2 separate regions of the Mus musculus genome follow, and region 2 is linked to region 1. A link is a contact called in public HiChIP or PLAC-seq data. All regions are on one chromosome and are shown on one strand. Each heading gives the region's core, a stretch centred on a gene start, on an enhancer-like site or on the middle of the called end of the contact. The rest is flanking DNA. Distances are from core to core; before and after follow the strand shown.

What was found. HiChIP or PLAC-seq counts read pairs in DNA pulled down with a chosen protein or histone mark.
Region 2: a contact with region 1 is called in an H3K27ac HiChIP or PLAC-seq map of embryonic stem cells, with 5 read pairs. The contact joins the promoter of Kif1c here to the promoter of Med11 in region 1. A contact is called at or near these places in 8 of 39 promoter capture datasets (the C10 cell line, cranial neural crest, embryonic stem cells and 5 more), 5 of 484 Hi-C or Micro-C datasets (B cells, Sertoli cells, embryonic stem cells and 1 more), 15 of 115 datasets of contacts at active chromatin or transcription factors (the SCID.adh cell line, bone marrow-derived macrophages, embryonic basal ganglia and 7 more) and 2 of 9 other capture datasets (adipose tissue and liver).

Annotation. Positions count from the first base shown.
Region 1 is chr11:70,449,437-70,454,675 of GRCm38.p6, reverse strand. It overlaps Med11 (mediator complex subunit 11), which reads right to left and starts at 2,758. Exons shown (of 3, transcript NM_025397.3): 1 at 2,613-2,758; 2 at 2,338-2,468; 3 at 944-1,574. The coding sequence starts at 2,697. The coding sequence ends at 1,437. It also overlaps a transcript of Cxcl16 not described here.
Region 2 is chr11:70,697,725-70,702,963 of GRCm38.p6, reverse strand. Kif1c (kinesin family member 1C) reads right to left here and starts at 2,416. Exons shown (of 23, transcript NM_153103.2): 1 at 2,255-2,416; 2 at 413-592; 3 at 59-192. The coding sequence starts at 164. Inca1 (inhibitor of CDK, cyclin A1 interacting protein 1) reads left to right here and starts at 2,809. Exons shown (of 7, transcript NM_001252484.1): 1 at 2,809-2,906.

The DNA.
Region 1 (5,239 bases), core at 1,509-4,008:
TATCCCCAGGTCTCCAGCCTTCCCTGTGTATATGACTACGTATCCCTAGGTCTCCTGCCTCCACTTTCTATAGTGCTAGGATTACAGTCGCTGAATACTTTTTTTTTTTTTTTTTAAGACAGGGTTTCACTATTCAGCCCTGACAGTCCTAAAACTCAGAAGATCTGCCTGCCTCTGCAGTGTTGGGATTAAAGGACTGCTCTTGGGGAACACTCTTTACAACTAATAATATATGAATAGCCCCTCTGCCCTTAGCCTTCCCCCACGTCTAATAAAATGTAACACTCAAATACGTGGTTCAAAAGTGCAGTCCCAAGGTACAGTGCCTGCTTAGCATGTGTAAAGTTCTAGGTTCAACCCTCCCACTACCAGATCAATTTTAAAAAGTGTCTGCTTTTTGCATAGTGTAACAATAAACTGGACAAATTCTGTTTTTAACTGTAATACTAAAGATTACTTTTAGACCAATTGGCTGAGGGCTGGAGAGATAAGTCAACAGGTTTCAGATATTGTTCAAGACTCTAAAGGACTCACATGGTGGCCCACAACCATCCGCAACTCCGGTTCCTGGGGACTTGACAACCCCCTCTGACCTCCACAGACACCATTTATATACGTGGTACACATATACATACAATAACAAAACCATTGTTCATACACATAAAATAAATCTTGGCAAATGTTTTTTTAGAATTAGTGACTTCTGCAGACTCTGGGTCTTTGTCCCTTCAGAACTGCTGATGGTGCCCCCTGGCCATAAGTCTCTCTTGAGACTCCATCAGCTGTTCTCCAACCCCACACTGAAGCCTGGGCTTTCTCACTCCCCTCCTCACAGCCGCCACGCTGATGCTATATAGACTGGGCTGATGCTGTGTAGACAGGACTCGAGTCCTCAGTCTCTTGGAGCCTCATACATATGAGAGAGAGAGCGAGAGAGAGACTCTTAGCTTTATAAAAAAATACAGCTTTTATTATTAAAACACTTAGTTCCTGTTTTGTTTCTTCCAATGAGGAACATAACTTCCCCTTTTGAAGGAGGGTCCCTCTATGTACTTAGCCCAGGTTGGTCTCAAACTACAGCAATCTTCCCACCTCTACTTCCCAAGTACCGGGCCTACAGGTGTGAGCCACTGTGTGTGCTTATAAGAACACATTTATTTTTATTGGGCCAAGTCTTCTGAAACTCCAGGGCAGGGTGCACATGAGGAAGTGGGTTGGGAGTTGACCTCTGACCTCTGTCTGATCTTGCATAGTGGAAAACAGGGCCGTCTTGCTGGAAGAGTCAGAAGAGATGTGTGTACACTGGGGCTTTGGATTCTTCAGTTCTCCTTTCTGCCTTGTGGTCCTCGTCTGCCCTGACCAGTAGGGCACGTGTATGATGCACTGCTCCCCATCCTACGGTCTCTGGTGCAGGGCACACTCTGGATCATCCGAACTCAGTTCTCCAGCATCTGCTCACAGGTTCTCGCCACATCACTAATCTTGAGGCGGGCGTAGTCTACTCGCTTTAGAGCCATTTGACAGTCCTTCCTGGAAGAGTAGCTGGAGCCCTCATGCGGCTGCCCTGTGGCCACCTACAAGTCAGATCAATCAATGGGGTACTGCCTCTCTTTACCACCCACAACCGGGCAGTATTATTTCTCTGGTCTCACATCTTTCCCAAGTTTGATCTACATTAGTTGACTGGTAACTCAGTGTTCTAAGGCAACAACAACAACAACAAAAAAAAAAAAAAAAGAAAAAGCTTAACCACTGTGTGAACCTCATCTATGAAATAGGGACCACAGCGAATACTTCCTAGAGTTTTAGGATATGCCCAGCACACCACAGATGTCAGTAAACAGTAGCAGCTGGAGTAAAGACTCTGGAAGCCTCTTAGCGATGTCTGTCTTCTTAGTCCCCAAGCAAATATGGCCTCACAAGTTTCTGGGAACAACGTTCGGTAGCTTCAGTATTTATTTATTTATTTATTTTTATTTATTTATTTCAGTACCTGGGCCTCTTTATGGTAGGTAAGTGCTCTAACACAGAGCTCCAACTCTCTTTCTGACCTACTGGGTCTGAATTGCCCAGACAAGTTTTGAACTTGTGATCTTCCAGCCTCAGGCACTTAAGTAGCTCAGAATACCGGCCTGTGCCAGCTGGTATGCCTAGGGTATTGTTTATACACCCTAGACATTTTTAATCCTTTCCTTTTAGAGGACTAAACCAGCCCTGAAATGAAAGTACCTATCGCGTAAGAGGCAGTCTTACCTAGCTAAAGCTCAGGGAATCCCCAAGGCTAGGGCGTTGGTTCAGAGCTGGGGTCCCCGCCCAGCACCTTCTAGACACACCCACCTGAGTGAGGTAGCGGATTTGAGCGGATAGCTCTGCCTCCACGTGCTGCACAGAAGTGGTGAAGGCTGCCGCCTGCCGGTCGAGGAGCCGCTCGTTAGTCTTTTCCTTGGACAGTTCCAGGATCGCCGTTCCTGCCAGGGCGGGGAGAGGGCGATGTCAGACCCAGGCTTCAGACTCAGCCCCGCCCTAAGGCTAGCATTCAGGTCCCGCCCCAACTGCACGCAGAGTCCCGGGCTGGTCTTCACCCCTTGCCGTCTGCCCCTCGCTTCCCGAACCTGCGTTCTGGAGGATGGCGCCGATTTCACGCTCGATATCCTCCAGGGCGCGCAGCCGCTCGTTCGCCAGACTGTAGGTAGCCATCGTTCCAGTGGAAAGCCCCACAGGCCGTCTTTTGCGAGGTGTGGCGCCACAGCCCGGAAATGCCTGTTAATGTGCGCCTGCGCAGAGGCCACTGCAGCGAACACTACAATTCCCAGGATGCTCAGCGCGGCCTCGCCCTTCCGAGTCTACCTGGTCTAGTCTGACTGCCAGGGCGCTAATGCCAGGCCAGACAGGGGTGGAAAGAGGCGGTTATTGACTTGTTTTCTGACAGGATCTCAGTTTAGACCAAGTTGGCCTGGAACTCATAGAGATCCTCTGGTGTAATAGGTCTGTCAAAAATGAAGATAGTTTAAAGAGATACTTGTATCTCTTCAGTCTTGACTATCAGAACTTGTCTTCCAGAAAGAGATTTTACACAGTTCTAACAACTTGTCAGACCACTTTACAGGATGAGACTGAAGCCCAGATAATGAATAGTCAGTGATGGGTGTGACCACACACCTTGACTGAGGGTGGGGGTGCGGGTGGGGGTGGGGTACTTAGATGTGCACAACCTTGCTCTATTTAAACTTTGATGTTGCGTTAGCACCCTGAAGACTGACTTGAGGGGGCTTGCCGGATCTCTTTGTCACTCTTCCCAATGTGGCCACATTGGATACGTCTCCTTTTTTAACTTTCCATTTTTAATTGGCTTATTAAAGAAGGGTGGCCAGACATGACTTGGGCACTAGTCTTCCCCTCACCCCCTTCCCCACAAATTGAGTATCACTGCCTCTGCCTCCCTAAATACTGGGATTAAAGATATGAGCCACCACTGAAACAGCCCTGTGGCCCAAAGCCACTCAGACCTCTCTGATTTAGTTAACTGTCTGACTTACTGAATTTATAAGAATTTATTATTAAGCATTGGCCCTGGGCCAGGTGATGACAGTGGGAGTTCAAGTGGGTTCCTCCATACTGGGTAGTCATGGGCTCTTTGGTGGCCAACCTCTCCCAAGGAAAGCATGACATTCTCCGTGCCTAAGGCTTCTTCCTGATCCTGAGCCCAGCTCATTCTCATGTCCTGGTTCCTTCCCTCGACCTTTCTGTCTTTGATTATCAATTAGGTGTGCTAGGCTCTATGGATATAGAGATAAATGAAATGTTCTCTCACTCAATGGTGTTTGTTAGCTTATTTTATTTTATTTGGTTTTTTTGAGACAAGGTTTCTCTTTGTAGCCCTGGTTGTCTTGGAACTTGCTCTGTAGGTCAGGCTGTCCTCGAACTCACCAAGATCCGCCTGCCTCTGTCTCCTGAGTACTGGGATTAAAGGTGTGCATCACCACTGCCCACCAAGATTTATTTATTTAATTTGGTGAGTAAGGGTATTTTGTATCTGTATGTGTGTCTGTGAGTGATGTGCATGCATTGCTCATGGAGGTTAGAGAGGACATTGGATTGTTTAGAACTGGAGCTGTAGGCAGTTTTGAGGTACTGTGTGGTTGCTGGGAATTGAACAGGTTCCTCTGAAAGGGCAGCCATTGCTCTTAACCACTGAGCCATCTCTCCAGCCCTGGAAGTGGTTCTTGAACTGAATTCTAAAGGGCTGTTGTGATGGATGAAAGGTTGTTGTGGAAAAGGGAGCTAGTATTCTCTAAGAGATGGGGCTGTGAAGGAGCCTGGTATGGTTGAGGTCCAGTGAGGAGTTCTGTGTATGTGGAGTGAATGGAATGTGATTGGTGCTCAGGGCTGACATGAAGCTGGAACAGGAAGTTCAGGGAAGCTCAGAAGCTAAGTAATTGAAATTCATTCTAGGATGCTAGAAGAAGGGCTTGAGATGTTAAGAGCACTGGCTGCTCTTGCAGAAGACCTGAATTCAGCCCCCAGCATTACGTCAGCTGGCTCACAACTACTTATATCTCCAGCTCCAAGAAATCAGATATCAAGCTTATCTGGCACCAAGGGGAGGGGAAGCCTTTGGTCCTGTGAAGGCTCGATGCCCCAGTGTAGAGAATGCTAGGGCAGTGAGGCAGGAGTGGGTGGGCGGGTGGGGGAGCTCCCTCATAGAAGTAGGGTAAGGGGGAATGGGGTAGGGGGAAGGGGATAACATTTGAAATGTAAACAAATAAAATATCCAATTAAAATAAATAAGTAAATAAATAAGAAATCAGATGTCCTCTTTTGTCTTACACGCAGATGCCTGCACACATGTGACACAGACACACACAAGTGAAAGGGCGGAGGGTGGATTAGGGAGTAGTGGGTGTGAATATGCTCAAAATACATATTGTACAACATTCGCAAAGAATTAATTTTAAAAATCGGGGGAGAGAGGTAGGGGGAGGCTGGAGAGATGGCTCAGTGGTTAAGAGCACTGACTACTCTTCCAGAGGCCCTGAGTTCAAATCCCAGCAACCACATGGTGGCTTACAACCATATGAAAAGGGATCTGATGCCCTTTTCTGGTGTGTCTGAAGTCAGCTACAGTGTACTCATGTGTATATAAAATAAAATTTTTAAAAAATGGGGGGGGGGAGGGGATGGGTTTCTCTGTGTATCCCTGTCTGTCCTGGAATTTACTCTGCAGACTAGGCTGGCTTTG
Region 2 (5,239 bases), core at 1,167-3,666, 250 kb before region 1:
CAGCATAGAGGCCTGGCCTCCCCTCTGATGTCCCAGCTAGGCCTCTGGATTCACTCACAGGTGGTGTTGCCCTGCATGCTGACCACACACTTGGCATCCTGGCTGGTCTCACGGGCATTAAAGGGCCGAACCCTCACTGCAACTTTCACGGAGGCTCCAGCCATAGCTTCCAGGATCTCCTGCCCTCCTCAGCTGGAGGACAGAAAACAAGGGGGTGGTCAAAGCCCCTGGGAAAACTCGACACTGCCTCCTGCTTCTGGAATCCATGTCTCCATCCCAGCTAGGGTACCCAGCCCCTCAGCTGCTGCTCTGCTGGCCTTCCTCCCAAATGTCATTCCCAAAAACAGTCCTGCCTCTCTCTCCCCAACCAGATCCCAGTTTGCAGGGACTTGGGCCATCACCCCAGAGTTACCTGGTGTCCTGGCCCCAGATCAGCGGGGCTGTATCAGTTCTGGCTGCCACCGGCCCGCGTATGGGGAGCCCCATCCTACACTTGGGGCCTGGCCACACCAGCAGGGCTGTAAGGGAAACCCTGATTGTGGGGGAAGAGTAGTCAGGAGGCACCTGTAGCTCCAAAGGTCTGTCTGGGGTTCTGTGTTTAGAGGGCAAGGGAGAGGGATGTGTTAGGAAAGCTAAGGATAAGCTGCCCCTCTGGAGTGGCTGAACGCAATGTGAATCCAAGGGCAGAGACAGTGATATTTTTATTCCTAGTCACTTGCAAGTGTACTGAGCATTCAGTTAGAGGAGAGAGAGAGAGAATGAAACACAGATTGGACAGAGGGTGATTCAGTGTGAAGAACACATGGGCAGAGATGCTGAGGGTGGCAGGAAGGGAAGAGGAGGGACAGAAAGTTACAGACACCAAGAAAGTGAGAGGAATCAGACAAGAGACAAGATTGAGGTCAGGCTATAAAAATAAAGAATGACAGAAGAAAAGGAAAGAGAGACTCAGAGATATTGAGAAGACAGAGAGTGAGGGCTCTGGGGCCAAAGCACAAACTGGAAACCCAGAAGACAGACAGGTAAGAGGAGACAAAAAAACCCAGTCATAAAACTGGAATCTGTAATTCTTCTCCAGGGTCGGCAATTCTCACATAGAGCTGACAACCCCCACACGAGGCAGGGCCACTACTGATTGGCAAAGTCCAAGGGCTAGTGGAACAGCCTGTAACAAGGACTCACAGGGCCTGCTGGTGATCCCCAAACCCCTTGCCCAGCCCCCAGTACTTCCTCCTCAGGATCCAGGACAATGGGCAGGGGAGGGTGGGGTCATCCTGTATGCATAATATCAACACCCCCCCCAGGACTCCTCGCAGGGAGACCCAGAATACCTGTATCTTCAGGGGGGGGGCTACACCCAAGGAGGGGGGCTTCATGAAAGGAAAGCCAAGGGAAAAGGAAACAGGTTGGTCCTAACCCAACCTGGGGCTAGTGCTATGGCGTCCACTAGCCTGGGGAAAGTGCCAGGCTGCAGCCTAGGAATGTGGGTGATCCGGGTGCCCACACCCTAGGAGGAGAGTCTAAGCAGCCCACGCCCACGGATAGCAGGGTGAAGACTTCAAAAAGAAAAAGAAAAAAAGAAAGAGATCAACGATGCTGCACTCCCACCTGTAGCCCCCAAAGACCGCCAATTTCTGTCATGCTATTTGGGCCTCACCTCCCCAGCCTTCCTAGGCAGAGCAGGGGAGGAGTGAAGGGGCTGGTTTATCCCACCACAGGAAGGGAGTAGCCGAAATCACAGAGACTGGCTCAGGAAGACTAGTCCTGACCCCCAAAACCCTAACTAGGGGAGGGAAGGGCACCAGGGTGGACAGGCAATATGACTCGTCCGAAGCTAAGAAAACAAGGAATTGGGTGGCAAGAATAGGGTACAGCGGGGTAAAGATATAGGGAGTAGGTGCAGGGTCTGCAGGTCCTGCTTTAAAGGCGCACTGGGGAGGAGGCTAGGTGGGGCAGACCGACTCCAAAGGGGGTCTCGGGTCACCTGCACCTTGCCCACTGGCAGGTCTCCAACAAGCCCCCGCCTGTCCTCTCTGGGCGGCCATGAGTTCCTGGTCCTCCAGTCCAGCCAACCGACGGCTGCCCGGGGCCTGGCACCTCTCTGCGCCTCCGCGGGATAAATAGCACATGATCCGAGCTCTCGCGCCTAGCCCGCTTGGCCGGGTCGTGCAATCGGGACCTCGGAACTCCGGCTCCCCGCCCCACAGCGCATTCCTCCGCGGGCGTCCCCTCCCTGCCCCCCACCGGCTCTCACCTCGTCGCGGCAGGACTCCCCGGCGGAGAGCAAAGGGACAAACTTTCTGGGATGCCTAAGACCGGCGAGGGAGAGACCGGGGGCCAGTTCGGGGCTGCCCCCGCCCCTCGCCGGGTCCCCGGGCGGCGGGCGGCGGATCGCGCCCCGGGGGCGGCAGCAGAAGCGGCGCCAGCGGCCGGCGCCCGCCCGGGCAGCGCGAGCTGGGGCGGGAGCGAGGGGCGGGGGACGGACGGACGGGCGCGCGCGCGGACGGGCGAGCGGGCACGCGCTGTCCCGGGAAGGAGCCACCCGGGTCACTCTAGTTAAAGGGGCAGTGCACTCTGACAGTAGGGCTCGCCGGGCAGAGACAGGGAAACTGAGTTGCGGACACTAAGGGAAAGCAAATCACCAGAACGTGGGAAAACTAGCGCTCCTGAGGAGTCGGGAAAGGCGAGGTCGGACGCAGGAGGGGACTTAGGCCGGAGCCGCGCACGTCGTCGCCGTCAGAGGCGCGCCTAGGGGGCGGGGCTTAATGGCAGACCACGCCCAGGAGGCGGTCCCCCTCAGGCCCGGCCTTCAGGCGAGCCAGGCAAGTGGGGCGACCGGGCTCACTACGGAGCTGCTCCTTCCTGCCCGACCTGAGGTTCCAGAACTCGCTTCGCAGTTGCCTCAGGTGATGGGGCCAAATGCAGAGACGTCGCCGACATAGCCGCACGGACGCTCTCTTCTCAGATAGCCTTCTGGTTTGACTCCCGGACCGCCGCCTCAGCCCGTCAGCCCCAGTCAGCCCCAGTCAGCCCCTCAGGCTCAGGTGGCCTCTTAGGCCGCTGTTGCCTTCTCAGGGCCGGTGAAGGAGACCCCTGCCTGTCCAGCCTGGTTTGCCCATGTCCCTAAGCTCACCACCCCAGTTTTGCCTTCCTGCCTATTACCAAAGATTTGGCTATAGACCCCAGTCTTCCTGCCAGAGGTCGCCTTGGCCCCTTTAGACCTAGTTCTCCACCCCCCCACCCCCCACCCCCCCCCCCAGTAAGGCTACCCCAACACCAGGCTCCTCAGCCAGGGCGACACCTTTCAGATGCCCATCCACCCTCTTAGTTGTATCTTGCTGCCAAGGTCTTGACTATCCCCTGGTCAACTATCCATTCCGTCTGGCTGCCTTAAACCCCTTAGATCTAGGTCACCCACTCAGGCACAGCCATCCAAATTCCTCATTGCTCCTTTAGTTCTAGACCCCCTACGAATTCAGGATATCCATTTTTTAGATCTCACACTAAACAGCCCAACTCTCGACCATCTGCCACTTCAAGATACTCCTTTTGCTTTTAATCTTCCTCAACATTTCTCAGCTCAGTTTAGCTGCCCTTGATTTTGTTTTGTGATGGACTGGGTCTCTCTTTGTAACCCCTACCCCCAGGCTAGCCTTAAACACTCAACCCTGTGTTAGCTGCCTGAATGCTGGGGTCACAGGATTGCAAAACTATGCCTGGCTCACTCTTTGGATAACCTTTGCTTGTAACATTTTCTGATTTTGTCCTTTATGCCAGCCAACATGCACTCCTAACTTACCAGGCAGTTTATTGTTTAGGGTCCCAGGGCCTTGGGCATGTCGGCAAGCTCTCTGCCACTTAACTGCAGTCATATTGCTTCCCCAGCTTTTTTTTTTGTTGTTTCATTTTGGACAGAAATCTTGTTTTAAACCAGTCTGGAGTCAAAACTCAAAGATTAAGTCTCCTGAGCCTTTGGGATTACAAGTCTGTATATCACTCCTGGCTTTTACCTAGTATTTGTTCATTTATTTAATTTTATTTTTCTGGACTTCTCTAGAATTCTTTAAAAATAATTAAGTATTTTTGTGTTTCATGTGTGCATATGTGTAGAGATCAGATCCAGAGATTGAATTTAAGTCATCAGGATGGGGCAACAAGCAATTTTATCCATTTGTCCATCTAGTATATACTTTTTAAGATTTTATTTTTAAGCTGGGCAGTGGTGGCATATGCCTTTAATCTCAGCACTTGGGAGGTAGAGGCAGGCAGATCTCTGTGAGTTTGAGGACAGCCTGATCTCAGAGCCAGTTCCAGGTCAGACAGGGATACACAGAGAAATGCTGTCTCAAAAAGAGAAAAAAAAATAGTCTTAATTAATTACATATGTGCTCATATTTGTGCATGTGGGTGTATGCCGGTATGGGTGCCTGTGGAGGTCAGAAGAGGGTATCAAATCCTCTAGAGGGGAGTTAGGAGTTACACGTGTAAGCCATCTGACATGGATGCTGGGAACCTAACTCAGGTCTTCTCCAAGAGCAGCAAGCACTCTTAACCACTGAGCCATCTCTCCAGCTCTCATAGCTAACATTTTTAATATTAATACAATTATACACCCCTGTCTTTCTCCATATCTAGTATTTTTTTAAGATTTATTTATTACTATATGTAAGTACACTGTAGCTATCTTCAGACACACCAGAAGAGGGCGGCAGATCTCATTACAGGTGGTTGTGAGTCACCATTTGGTTGCTGGGATTTGAACTCAAGACCTTCAGAAGAACAGTCAGTGCTCTTAACCGCTGAGCCATCTCTCCAGCCCCCATATTTAGTATTCTTAACCAGCTAGCTTCCTACCCATCTTGGCTAGCTGTGAAGTCATCTTTGCTGGCTCTGTGCAACTGAGGTGTTTTTGTTGTTTTGTTTGGATGAAGCAAAGATGGAAGGTTTGGTTTTGTTTTTTTAAGATTTATTTATTTATTTTATGTATGTGAGTACACTGTCCTGTCACTGTCTTCAGACACATCAGAAGAGGGCATCAGATTCCGTTACAGATGGTTGTGAGCCACCATGTACTTGCTGGGAATTGAACTCAGGACGGTTGGAAAAGCAGTCAGTGCTTTTAACCACTGAGCCATCTCTCCAGCCCAGTTTTTAAAATTTTTATTTTAGATTGATTTATTTCATTTTTATGTGTTTTTCTTGTGTGCACATATGTGTTCCTGGTGCCCACAGAGATCAG